Linked DNA regions of Zea mays: regions 1 and 2 are each linked to region 3. Evidence: chromatin contacts called from public Hi-C data. All regions are on one chromosome and are shown on one strand. Each heading gives the region's core, a stretch centred on a gene start, on an enhancer-like site or on the middle of the called end of the contact. The rest is flanking DNA. Distances are from core to core; before and after follow the strand shown.

Region 1 (3,417 bases), core at 386-2,885, 210 kb before region 3:
TCCCAGGTCAAAATATGCTTGGAGTTGATTGGAATCATCATAATAAGATTACCTCCAGAATTTGTCAGAAATCAGTGACACCTATTTTGGGGCTAAAATGCTAAAAGCCTTGTACATCTTAGGGTTGCTCGGCCACCGCTTGAGTCGATGACGACTCCAATTCAAGTGGAGGAGGATGACGAGGACATCACTCCCATACAAATAATGCATGGGCCGATAACACGAGCACGCGCATGACAAATAAATGTCTAGGTTCATTCTTACCTAGTCAATTGTATTTTAGAGCTTACGCTTTGTGCCATGGATGTTTTGATGATTAGAAATCTTGGAGAGAACCATCAAGGACTTGGAAAATGCCAAGATGTCAAGGAGGAGAAGCTATGACGTTCACAACAAGAGAAAGCCAAGTTTGACTCAACTTCTTCTCCACCTCGGAGTTCAGGACTAGTCTGCACTAAAACGGACGCCCAAGATGCATCTGAACTCCGATCAGTTTGGACTTTATATGAATTTAAAGATAAGAAGGTAAGATTTCCAACCCAACTGGAACAACCTTAAAATTCATCTGGAGTCGATGGGAATCGTTGAAACAAGTCAGCGTTCAGATTCTATTTTAGTGGTGCAACACCGTCTGTTGGGCTGTTGGGTCGTGTATCGTGTTGGAACCCATTAGGGGTACCTCTAGGGGTTGTGCATGCCCCTAACCTCTATTTTAACAGTAGTCGTCGCCACATTAGGGTTTGGGTTTTGCTTATATCATATCTGTAATCGAACAGTATCGTCGTTCATCGATGTGACACCCCACCTCGTGATCAATGCAATTTTGATTGTGTTCTTCATGTTCTTGCTTGTGTTATATTGCGATTGCAGGGATAAGCCTTCGTGACGAGGTCACTCGTGTGTCACAGATGATAACCAACGGAGCAGTGACGTAGTGATTGCATGAAGACAACTCCAGTTTTACCATGGTGCACACCTTAACAAATATATACAAGATCTTAGAAATACGTGATCAAAAAGTCAACGTGGTGTTGACCTAACCTTAGAGCATGTTTGAGAGAAGGGGATTGTAGGGGCTAAATTCCGCTCGCTATTTAAAATTGAATAGCGAGAGGAATTTAGCCCTTCCAATCCCTTCATTCAGCTTGCTCCTAAACTAGCCCTTAGGGCGAGTTTAGAAACCCAAATCCTATAGTGCTTCCAAATAAATTCTTAGTGCTGATTTGGTGACAAGAGATTTAGAGAGGATATATGAGAGAGGAAAAATCTCTTCCTATTCAATTTAAATAGCAATGTATTTTCTCCTCCATAAATCTTCTATAATTTTCTTATCACTAAACCAATCCCAAAGGCTAGTTTAGTAACACCATTTTATCAAGGGATTTTTATTTTTCTAAGTTTATTTTTCCCATAGAAAAATAGAAATTACTTGAGAAAATAGAAGGTGTTCCAAACTAGCCATAAATTAGAAAATCCATTGATATTCAACCTCTTCAAATCCCCGGTCAGCACGTACGTGTCCACTTTCCACGCCTCCCGGCCTTCGTCATTTCGGGGGCTGTCGACTGACCCAGCAGGCCAGCATTTCTTCGTCTTCTCGTTCACGCAATCACGCCCCCGCCAAACCCAAACCGACCGAAAGCGGAAAGCAAATAGCAGACGGCAGACAACAGTCGAGGGGACACAGGAAGGCGCGAAGAAGACCGAGATCCTCGCCCAACGCCATCACGCCACTCCCCCAATACTCAGGTGTCAGGACAGCGAGCAGGCACAAGCAGATCTCACTCCACGTTGCTCCTTCCGCCCTTCCTCTCCGCCGCTCCCCGGTTGGTCTCCTCCTCATGGCTGCAGGACCCCACGTTCTCCACCGATCAAGGGTTGCTTTTACTTATCTTTTATATTCCTAAAAAGAAAATTCCTGCAGGAAGGATCATGGAGCGCGGGATTCTTGGCTCCAGGGGCGCCGTCCAAATCTTGGGGTCGAAGACCGGGGCCGCGATGTGAGTGCCCCTCGGTCCCTTTTTCTCTTATCATTTTTTTGCTTTGTGATCCGGTCTAGTCAGGTCCGGGATCGTATCGTGGAACTAACTAATTCAGTTTTTATGATGGTTGGAGTGAAAAATGTTGTATATGATCCTAGAATTGATCATTTTACCACTGCTCCTGACCTTGGGGCTGTGAAGCCGTGGTATTCTACCATTATTTAGTTTTTCCGTTCTAACATTTTTTTCACTAGTGATCCATTGTTTCCCCACCCGAGCAACCCTCATTTGGGAAATTAGTACCTGAGTAAGATCAATTTCTATTTGATCTCAATAGAAGATATGTTACGAGAAGAATTGAGTGTATCTAATCTGCTGGCATAATACAATACCGTGGGTTTACAAACCTTGGGTTTGTACTTTCTGGAAGAAGGGTTAATGCTACGAGGCAGTTTATAAACCCACAGTATCTGTTTAGTTGATTGTTTTTGTAATACTCTGAAAACTGAATTTATACGAATTTAAAAGGACCTACTCGTCGGAGTATATGTAAGTATTTAAGTTATATAGCTAAATCAAGGTTATGGCTAGCTGGTGGTAGACATTTTGATTTGAACCTGTAGTAAATCAGGGCATAATGCTATGTGACACTTCATCCTTCAGACCTTCACATCACTAATTTTACAATCTTTTAGAGATGTGCTCAAGCTGAGGTTAGATGATATCGCTACTGGGGGTGGACATACGGAATGGCCGTTGTCTTCAGATTGGCTGATGTCTTCTGTTGGCATCCAAGCATACATCATGGATTTGATATTTGATTGTTGGTCTACTGTTGGCAGGTCATGTGGCAAAACAACCTCTACAAGTTTTACTTGTTCTACCAAACACGAGCTGAACTTGCATGTGAATGTTAAGCCGTTGCAATTGGCAACAGATGGATCCTCTCGTTTGGCATACAAAACTCCAGTGCTTAAAAATCAGTGGAATCTTTCTGCTAGTTCTTCCTCTGCAAATGTGGTTACCACTTTTGATGATGACAAAGGTGTACCTTCCAGTTTTGCTGAAGAAAAGATCGGAGTACTGTTATTAAATCTTGGTGGTCCAGAAACCCTAGACGATGTTCAACCATTCTTGTTCAACCTATTTGCTGATCCAGTAAGTGGTCATACCCCAGTACCCCACAGCTATTATTCCTTTGCCAGTGGACCTGTTCACCGTATGTAGCCAATTTATTGAATGCTATCTGATAACTTCGAATCATTGTATGCAACTCCTCAATATCGGCTTCTGAACTAATCAGTATACCAAATACCAATTGTGGAGCCTAATCATGGAGGCTGTCCAATATATTATGATGTCCTGTGCCTTCTATAGGCAAGTTTGGACAGCCATCCTTCAGAAGCTGGGGCTGGCTTCCTTGTCTCCTCAATCG
Region 2 (3,679 bases), core at 759-3,258, 160 kb after region 3:
AGATCAATGACAACAAGACAACCCTGTCTAACCCCACAAGGAGAAGGTAGAACATTTTCCAAGAAATTCGGTAATATAGAAAAAAAACAAAATAACCAAAAGTACAGTACACATATATTACATGTGAAAGGTCTAAGTTCAAAAGGCGCATGAATTACAATATAAATACTACTGTTCTAGGATGATTCGCTGATTCATAAAAGATAAAGATGCTTACAATCTTACTATGACATCTGCTTAAGTGCTTATGGCCACGAACCGAATTGCCCTATCGATCATTGGGACTTACTACACATTGCCAGCCAACTAGGCAATTACAACTGACCGAGCACTGAACAAGCAGGGAAAATAACTTGGGGGGGGGGGGGGGGGGGGGGACTAACCCTACGTTCCCGCAACAGATGCTCCTGACGACGTCCTTGATTCCCCGGTTCGGGAACTTGCCCTCCGAGGCTGCAAATTCGACCACAATCAATCATCACGACCAAATGAGAAGAATCCTAAACAGAAAGCAGGCTCGTACATAATCGAACAGGACCAAGAAACAAGTATGAGAACCTAAACGCACGAGCTCGAGGGTCTGCTTGCAAATATACTTGCCGGCGAGGGGACTCGCGATGCGCGCCAGCGCCCCCAGGGCCTTCTTTGTCGTCGGACGTCGGCACGACCTGGAGAACGTACCGCGGCTGGCCGGCTGCTGCGTGCGTGAGGCGGCGGCGGCCGTGCGTGGGTAAGCTAGTAAACCTGAATCAAAACCATCCAATAAATTACCCATACCAACAAAACATCTGTTCAGTGCAAACTATTCAGTTAAGTCACCACCATTGAGAGGACACCACATAAGTTAGGTGTCGTTTTGAATGCCGGCTTTATATAATAGAATGTATTTTTTTTGTTCAGACCATATTATGTGATCAATTATAGAAATTTGTCTAACTGTAGTTTTGAGGAATATAAAACATCCTTTATATTTGAGACACTCATGCCACCAACCTCAAAGCTAGTAAACATTCGGTGTGATCAAATATGGTGGGTGTAAGGGACAAGTTAGATGAGTAAGGTACATATCATTTCTCGGGCGATGTCAAAAAGACAGTTACCATGGCAGACAACCAGGCAACGTTTGTCACTTATGGGGTAAGATTTGCATATTTTAATGGTTGCACAACCAAGATAGGATGTCTCAGTAACACACATGCAAAAGTATCAAAGGGCTAGAAATAGTTAGCAAGCACTATGTGATTGCTCAATCAAAAGATTCCTCGGTCCGTAGTTTTCTTAATGAAATGGAGTGAATCAGAAATCAATAAATTTGGCATTCACAGAGATCTAAACAAGCTTCTACGGGTAGAGGGAGCTTACCAGCTTAACGATGCGGTCGCGGAGCTCGTAGGTGAGCACGACGACACCACTGCGGGCGAGCGCGCTGCGGCCTGCGGCTCCGGGCGAGCGCTGCGGCGGCCTGCGGCTCCGGGCCTCCGGCGCTCCGCGGCTGGCGCCTGGCGGTGGCGGGCGACGGGGCGAGCGCGCTGTGGCCGCTGTGGGCGGCTGCGCCTGGCGGTGGCGGCCTGGCGAGCGAGCGCGCTGGCGGGCGAGCGCCTGGCGGTGGCGGCCTGACGGGCGAGCTGGAGCCTGGAGAGGACAGAGGAGGGCAGGAGCAGGAGGCGCGGGCCGCGGGCGAGCGCGCTGCGGCGCTGGAGCTGGAGCCTGGAGAGGTGGTGCGGCCGCGCGGTACCAGGACGGACAGCAGGAGAGCCAAGCGGCGGCTGGAGCTAGGGTTGGGGCTGGGCCCGACGATGGGCCTCTAGTGGGCCGCAACTTCCGACCGGGGCTGCCTCCTAGATATGTCGTCGAGGTGTTGGATGTTTGCCGGCGGTGTCTCGGCGACGAGGGGCGTGGCCTGGATGAAGGTCGTCGTCGTCGAGGAGATGAAGGGACGAGGGTCGAGCAGACGAACGACGGCGGTCGAGGGAGGACGGCGGATATCTGGGCGCGCGACTGGGTTTTTGCGCGCGCGGGAGGAAAGGGAAGGTAATTAGGGAATTGTTGGAGTGCTTGTTTTCTTGTTTTTTTCCTAAAACATGAATTTGGGAATGAAATTAAGGAGCTGTTGGGATGCCTTCAGGGGGGTGTTTGGTACCCTATTTGGTAGTATAGGGTTTAAAATTAGACCTTTGTGCAAGTTGGGGGTCGAAAAATGGACTTTGGGACTGTTTGTTTACCCCAATGGATTATATAATCTGGATTATTTTTGCAGGATTATATAATCTGGATTATATAATTTGGATTATATAATCTGAGTAGTCATGTTTGTTTACCCAGATTATCTGGCGTGTTTCTGTTGGGTGGCAGGCTTCTCCGATCCGATAGGCGCAAAAACGATTCGGTAGATTATAATGGCAATGGTGGGTAATTTCTAGGAAACTTGAAAGGGTAGTGGGAAGTGGGAAAAAAATAATCTGAAATAAGCACCTCCTCACTTGCTTATGGATTATCATAATCCAAGGGCTTAGATTATATAATCTGGGCAAATAAGCTAGACTGTTTGTTTGTCTCTTAGGATTATTTAATCCAGATTATATAATCTGGGAGGTAAACAAACAGGCCCTTTATCTATTAATAATCGGTCTCCCTAAGGGTCTGCTTCTTTAAAACACTAGTTTTATATGCAGTGCGTCACATAATAGCAAGTTTAATAGTATAGATCATAATAGGCTTTATAATATTATAATGTCACATATAACTGACTAAAAGTCTACTCATATAATAATTATTCCATAATATAATCTATATATTTAATACTTCTTCTCGTAAAGTGTCTTATAGTATGTGAGCGGCCCATTTTAAGCTGCCTATTAGTGAGCGGCTGTTGAGCTCTAAAAAGAGCAGTGCAGACGGTCCGGCCCCGAGGCCGGACGGTCCGCGGTCCGGACTGTCCGCGGTGGTGACGCGGACGGTCCGCGCGCGCAGAGTCAGTTAGGGTTCCTAGTTTCTCGCGGGATTTGTTACCTAAAACCGCGGGATTAACTCGGGAAACAGTTGGAAACGGATCCAGACCTCCCCCTTTATATAGATGAAGGGCTACGGCCGATTGAACCCCCAACAATCGAACAAATCAAGTCTATTACTCGTTTTTACCTTATGCATTAGGAGTAGTTCTAGTCTATTTCTAGTTTAGCCCTAGTTTAGTATTCCAATCCCCAAATTCTCCGCCTCTCCTCGACTCTACGTCGATTAGAGGAGTCTAGGTCGGCCTGCCCGAGCCTAGACAACTCCTAGGATCTCTCCTCCCCGACGGGGTCCCTCCCGGGAGCGAGATCCAGGCGCCGTCGGCGATCTTCCGCCGCCCCTACGCACGTGCGGACCGTCCGGCCCTAGGGCGCGGACCGTCCGGCCGTTAGGCAGGGAATCCTAGCTCCTGCACCAGGTCGCGGACCGTCCGGCCCTATGTCGCGGACCGTCCGCTCTTGTGCAGAGAGCACCGCCACGCCTCGCACCAGGCCGCGGACCGTCCGACCCCTGCGCGCGGACCGGCCGCCCCTGTGCAGAGGGCACCGCCGCCGGTTCTTCTTGAGTGATTGGCGCTCCGAAAAAGCGTCAACATACTTTTTGGCGACTCCGCTGGGGAATAGGTGTCTAGATCTGCTAAAAATCGGCCCATAAATGGCCGGTTCTAAGG
Region 3 (3,735 bases), core at 1,130-3,629:
TAAAAGTAAAAAAACGGAATCTCAGGAAATAAACAATTAGTTTAGGAGGCTGACCTTAACTGAAACAATTAACTGCGGTGAGCAGGCTGATTATGGACAATAGGACCTTCAGGATATCTGCTCCCTATGGAGCATATCTGAGCCCAATATAATGCGGGATGCATTTATTTGTAACAGCCACAGCTGCATACAAGGCCTTGCTCATTACAATCGTTGGCTGGTTTTACCATTACCAGGTCCAAAAGCGCGTGCAGATCAGAATGGAAGCGTTTCAGAAGTACATCGACAGTATCCTGGAGAGCGCGTGCAAGATGGTCACCGAACAGTTCGCTTCAAGTGGCTTCAGCATCTCTGACCCTGATCTCCCGGAGATATCCCCTGGAGGGGTGGTCATGTGTGGCGGCCCCACGGACACGTTGAGCTCGTCGGTGTTCAACCAGCTTTCCGTCAGCTCCATCGGCTCGCACAGTCCAGGAGGCAAACCTTCCCCTTCCCCATCAGGCATGGAATGTCCGCCGCTGCTCCTCCACAAGTCGCATGAGCTCAAGCGGAGGTCCTCTTGAACTGACAAATCGGCGAAGCCTGAGGGCGCGGTGATGGCTGTCTTTGCTAGTGTTGTCGGATATGGTGGTACTGGTGGTGACAAGGGAAATTGGTGGTCCAGTCTTGTGGTAGCTGACTTTCTCCAGGTAGCAAGATATTGCTGTGTTTGTTTGATCAGTCAAAGCATCAAACAGACAGACCTACGTTCATGTGAACTGCCTCATGCATGTGCTAGATTGAAAAAAAAAGTTATCATATTTTGTCATGAGATTATGATTCTACTAGCTAGCATCCTTAGCACACTTGAGATGTTGTTGACTCGTGTCCTAGTGTCCTCTGTGTTGATCCATGTATGCACAGCGATTCATGTTGGGAGTTGGGACTGGGACATGTTAACACCAGATGTTTCAAGCTTCGTACTTTGCCTCAGTTGTCCATGCATGCAGCAGGCATCCCAGTACTTCACCTGCTGTTGAACTTGAAGACTAGTGTATTCAGCTTATGAAAGATTCATGCTGAGTTTGTACCCCCACAAATTGCTAGTTGCAACTTTGAACTATATTTTCCTTTTCTTCGTTTTGAAAAGATTGAACCACCTATTCAGCACAAGATTAATACACCATTTCGATTGGGAAAACAGTATCGTTTTAATTGACAGACCAAACTACAGGTTCTCCGCATTAGGCTTAAAATAATGAAATTTAGAAATTTCCAGAGAGAGAACCGTTGCAATGACTGTCAAATTCAAACTGACATGATGTGATAGCTTGAAAATAAACCTTGGTACACGGGTGACTGAGGGCGGATATTCGTAGCATCCTCCTGAAGATGCCTGCCATACCAGCATCCAAAACCAAAAATGCAAATACAATAATAAGCCTTGGGTTACTGTCGAGTGTCGACAACGACCAGCTCGCTTCCAACTGGGGTTAGGATATTTCGCGTGCTAGCTTCGTCACACCATTTTCAACATTGTCATGTCAATAAAAGTAAGATAAAATAAAGAATAAAATATGTTCTTTTAACCAAGAGTTTTATAACATAATTTAATAGGGTAACACTTGACTTAAATGTTGCACCTAAATAACAAATAGAAATAGATAGATATGAAATAAATTGTTATCAATAATGATTTCACGCGCTTTTCAATACCTTAGCAGTGTTTGACATAGTTTTATGGTGATGAATTTATTTTTACATATTTCATAATAAATATATCGGTATGTCATAAAAAATCTTATGTGGTATACTAATTAATGTCATAAATCTCTAACAAAACTCTCATTGATAATGAACTTAAAAGGACAAGCTTTATTTCAAGATGAAATCGAGGGCTCGAGGCCTGCCTGATCAGTAGATGTGATAGTTCCAGCAAGGATGGTAATTCCGAGATTTTGAAGACTGCAGACAAATCCTGGTAGCATCAGGCTTGCAGGGCTTGTTCCTTTTTGCTGTCAATCCATGTGTATTAGTTGGGTTTAAATATCAAACAAATCAAAATCTTTTATAATTTTTTTTAATTCCATTCAATCTAGCCGGTTAGCATTTGCCAGCTAGATATGTGACCAGGGATTAACTAAATTGTTTTAATTTAATTTCATACTAACCACAAAAAACAGGAAACTAAACGGTTTTCGACAAAATTTCGAATTTTTCGATCAGTTTACAAATCCAAAATAAAAAAACGGTTTTCGTGAATCATTTTTTTTCTAAAAAAATATTCGAAAACCGCTACGAAGTTCGTTGTTTTTTAAAAAAAACGATGGTATTCCCCGTCTTCAGTCTGCACTTGTTCCTCTCAACTCCCTTCCCTCCACCGGCTCTGTCATTCTGTCCTCCATTACCGCCACCTCCTAGTTTCTCGCGCCTCGCCGTCGGCGAGCGGCGCCACCGTCGGCGTAGAGCCAGGCCCGAGGCCATTCCTCCCTCGCAGGGAGGCGTCGCCGTTGCCCCGCCCTCTGGGCTAGCGCGGCGTGGAGGGGACAACTGGAGATCCGCCTGTCTCTGCTTGGATTGCTTTTTCCTCCTCTCGCCGGTAGGCCAGCGACCCTGCCTCGCTCATGTTCCACGGATCCCCTTGCTTCTTGTGCCAGGTCGCTCGTTGGTTTTATCAGTTCTGGACCAAATCCAAACATTTGTCTTTCTCAGTCTCGATTCCGTTAGCTTTCATGCGGTTTCTGCGTCGCTAATCTAGTCTGTTTTTTCAATTGAGATAAAAAAATTAGTCTGAGATAGCGTTTTAATTGAGCATTCCGATGTGTCAGGTCATTTATATGCCTGTATAGGAACTGAATAAGAACTTTATGAATTTCTGGACGTATATCATCTATTTCTTCATCATATGGTGTGCATAATTGTCAGGGAAAGTCTTGTGATTTCACTAAAAGGCTGGTGATCAGTGTCCCTGCACGCTGCACTGGACCACTAGAAATCTTTGCACTTATTTCACTTTGTGTGTTAGTGATTTGTGGCTGACTATAAATCTATAATGGTGTGAAGTATCTAATATTTTTCTGAGTTTTGATAAACCTATTAGCTTCAATGTGGCAGTGCATGATTCAAAAAGCTTTGCAAGCAGAGAGTTGCTGAATTGAAGAGGGAATTGCATAAGTCAGAAAGTTCTATTGGGTCAGTACCAGTTTGTACTTATCTGAACATATTTTTGTGCATGTGGGTTGCTGCAAGAGCTAAATATACAGTTCATGTATAGTTTTTTACACTAGCAATGCACTAGGCTTCTCATTAATGATCGGATCGTCTGATCCTTTCCCTATGAAAGATTTAGGAGAAAACTCAAACCTGGTACACAATTCTGACTACAACCTTTTGCAAGCAGCCCTCTTGAGGAGCTGTTACGCTGACGTTATTGTCAAAACTGGTGGCATTCCTAGTCAAGTATGGTTATGAAATGATTGCCAACCTTAAGCCCAGACACAGAGTATTTCTTTTGCCATGTATTCCAAGATTTTAGTGGCACACTTCTAAAGCCTTATCAATGTGAGCTTACTGATTTTTCAACTCAAGTTCTTGTGCACAAGTAACACAACCATATATATAAAGTTCTTGAATCTCTCGGTTAATCAAACAATCACGTGTAGTTCATCCACAATCTTGTTTTGTCACATCATGGTGCAACACGCATGCAGAAGCAAATTACCATGATCTTGATTTTGGCTTGGATACCACACATCC

Evidence for each region. Hi-C and Micro-C count contacts between places; a contact is called where the count stands out from the background.
Region 1: a Hi-C map of tassel shows a contact between it and region 3, with 2.3 times the contacts expected there. The contact joins the promoter of LOC100216845 here to the promoter of LOC103647350 in region 3. A contact is called at or near these places in 3 of 25 Hi-C or Micro-C datasets (endosperm, leaf and tassel).
Region 2: a contact with region 3 is called in a Hi-C map of endosperm, with 3 times the contacts expected there. The contact joins the promoter of LOC103647355 here to the promoter of LOC103647350 in region 3. A contact is called at or near these places in 4 of 25 Hi-C or Micro-C datasets (ear, endosperm and leaf).

What each region holds. Positions count from the first base shown.
Region 1 is chr2:177,728,208-177,731,624 of Zm-B73-REFERENCE-NAM-5.0, forward strand. LOC100216845 reads left to right here and starts at 1,636. Exons shown (of 10, transcript NM_001143237.1): 1 at 1,636-1,826; 2 at 1,912-2,000; 3 at 2,825-3,140. The coding sequence starts at 1,933.
Region 2 is chr2:178,106,264-178,109,942 of Zm-B73-REFERENCE-NAM-5.0, forward strand. It overlaps LOC103647355 (leucine--tRNA ligase, cytoplasmic), which reads right to left and starts at 2,009. Exons shown (of 4, transcript XM_008671898.4): 1 at 1,363-2,009; 2 at 559-744; 3 at 384-453.
Region 3 is chr2:177,941,142-177,944,876 of Zm-B73-REFERENCE-NAM-5.0, forward strand. It overlaps LOC103647350 (phosphatidylinositol N-acetylglucosaminyltransferase subunit P-like), which reads left to right and starts at 2,380. Exons shown (of 5, transcript NM_001301535.1): 1 at 2,380-2,578; 2 at 3,094-3,171. It overlaps LOC100282682 (myb family transcription factor-related protein), which reads left to right. Exons shown (of 6, transcript NM_001155589.1): 6 at 237-1,075. The coding sequence ends at 563.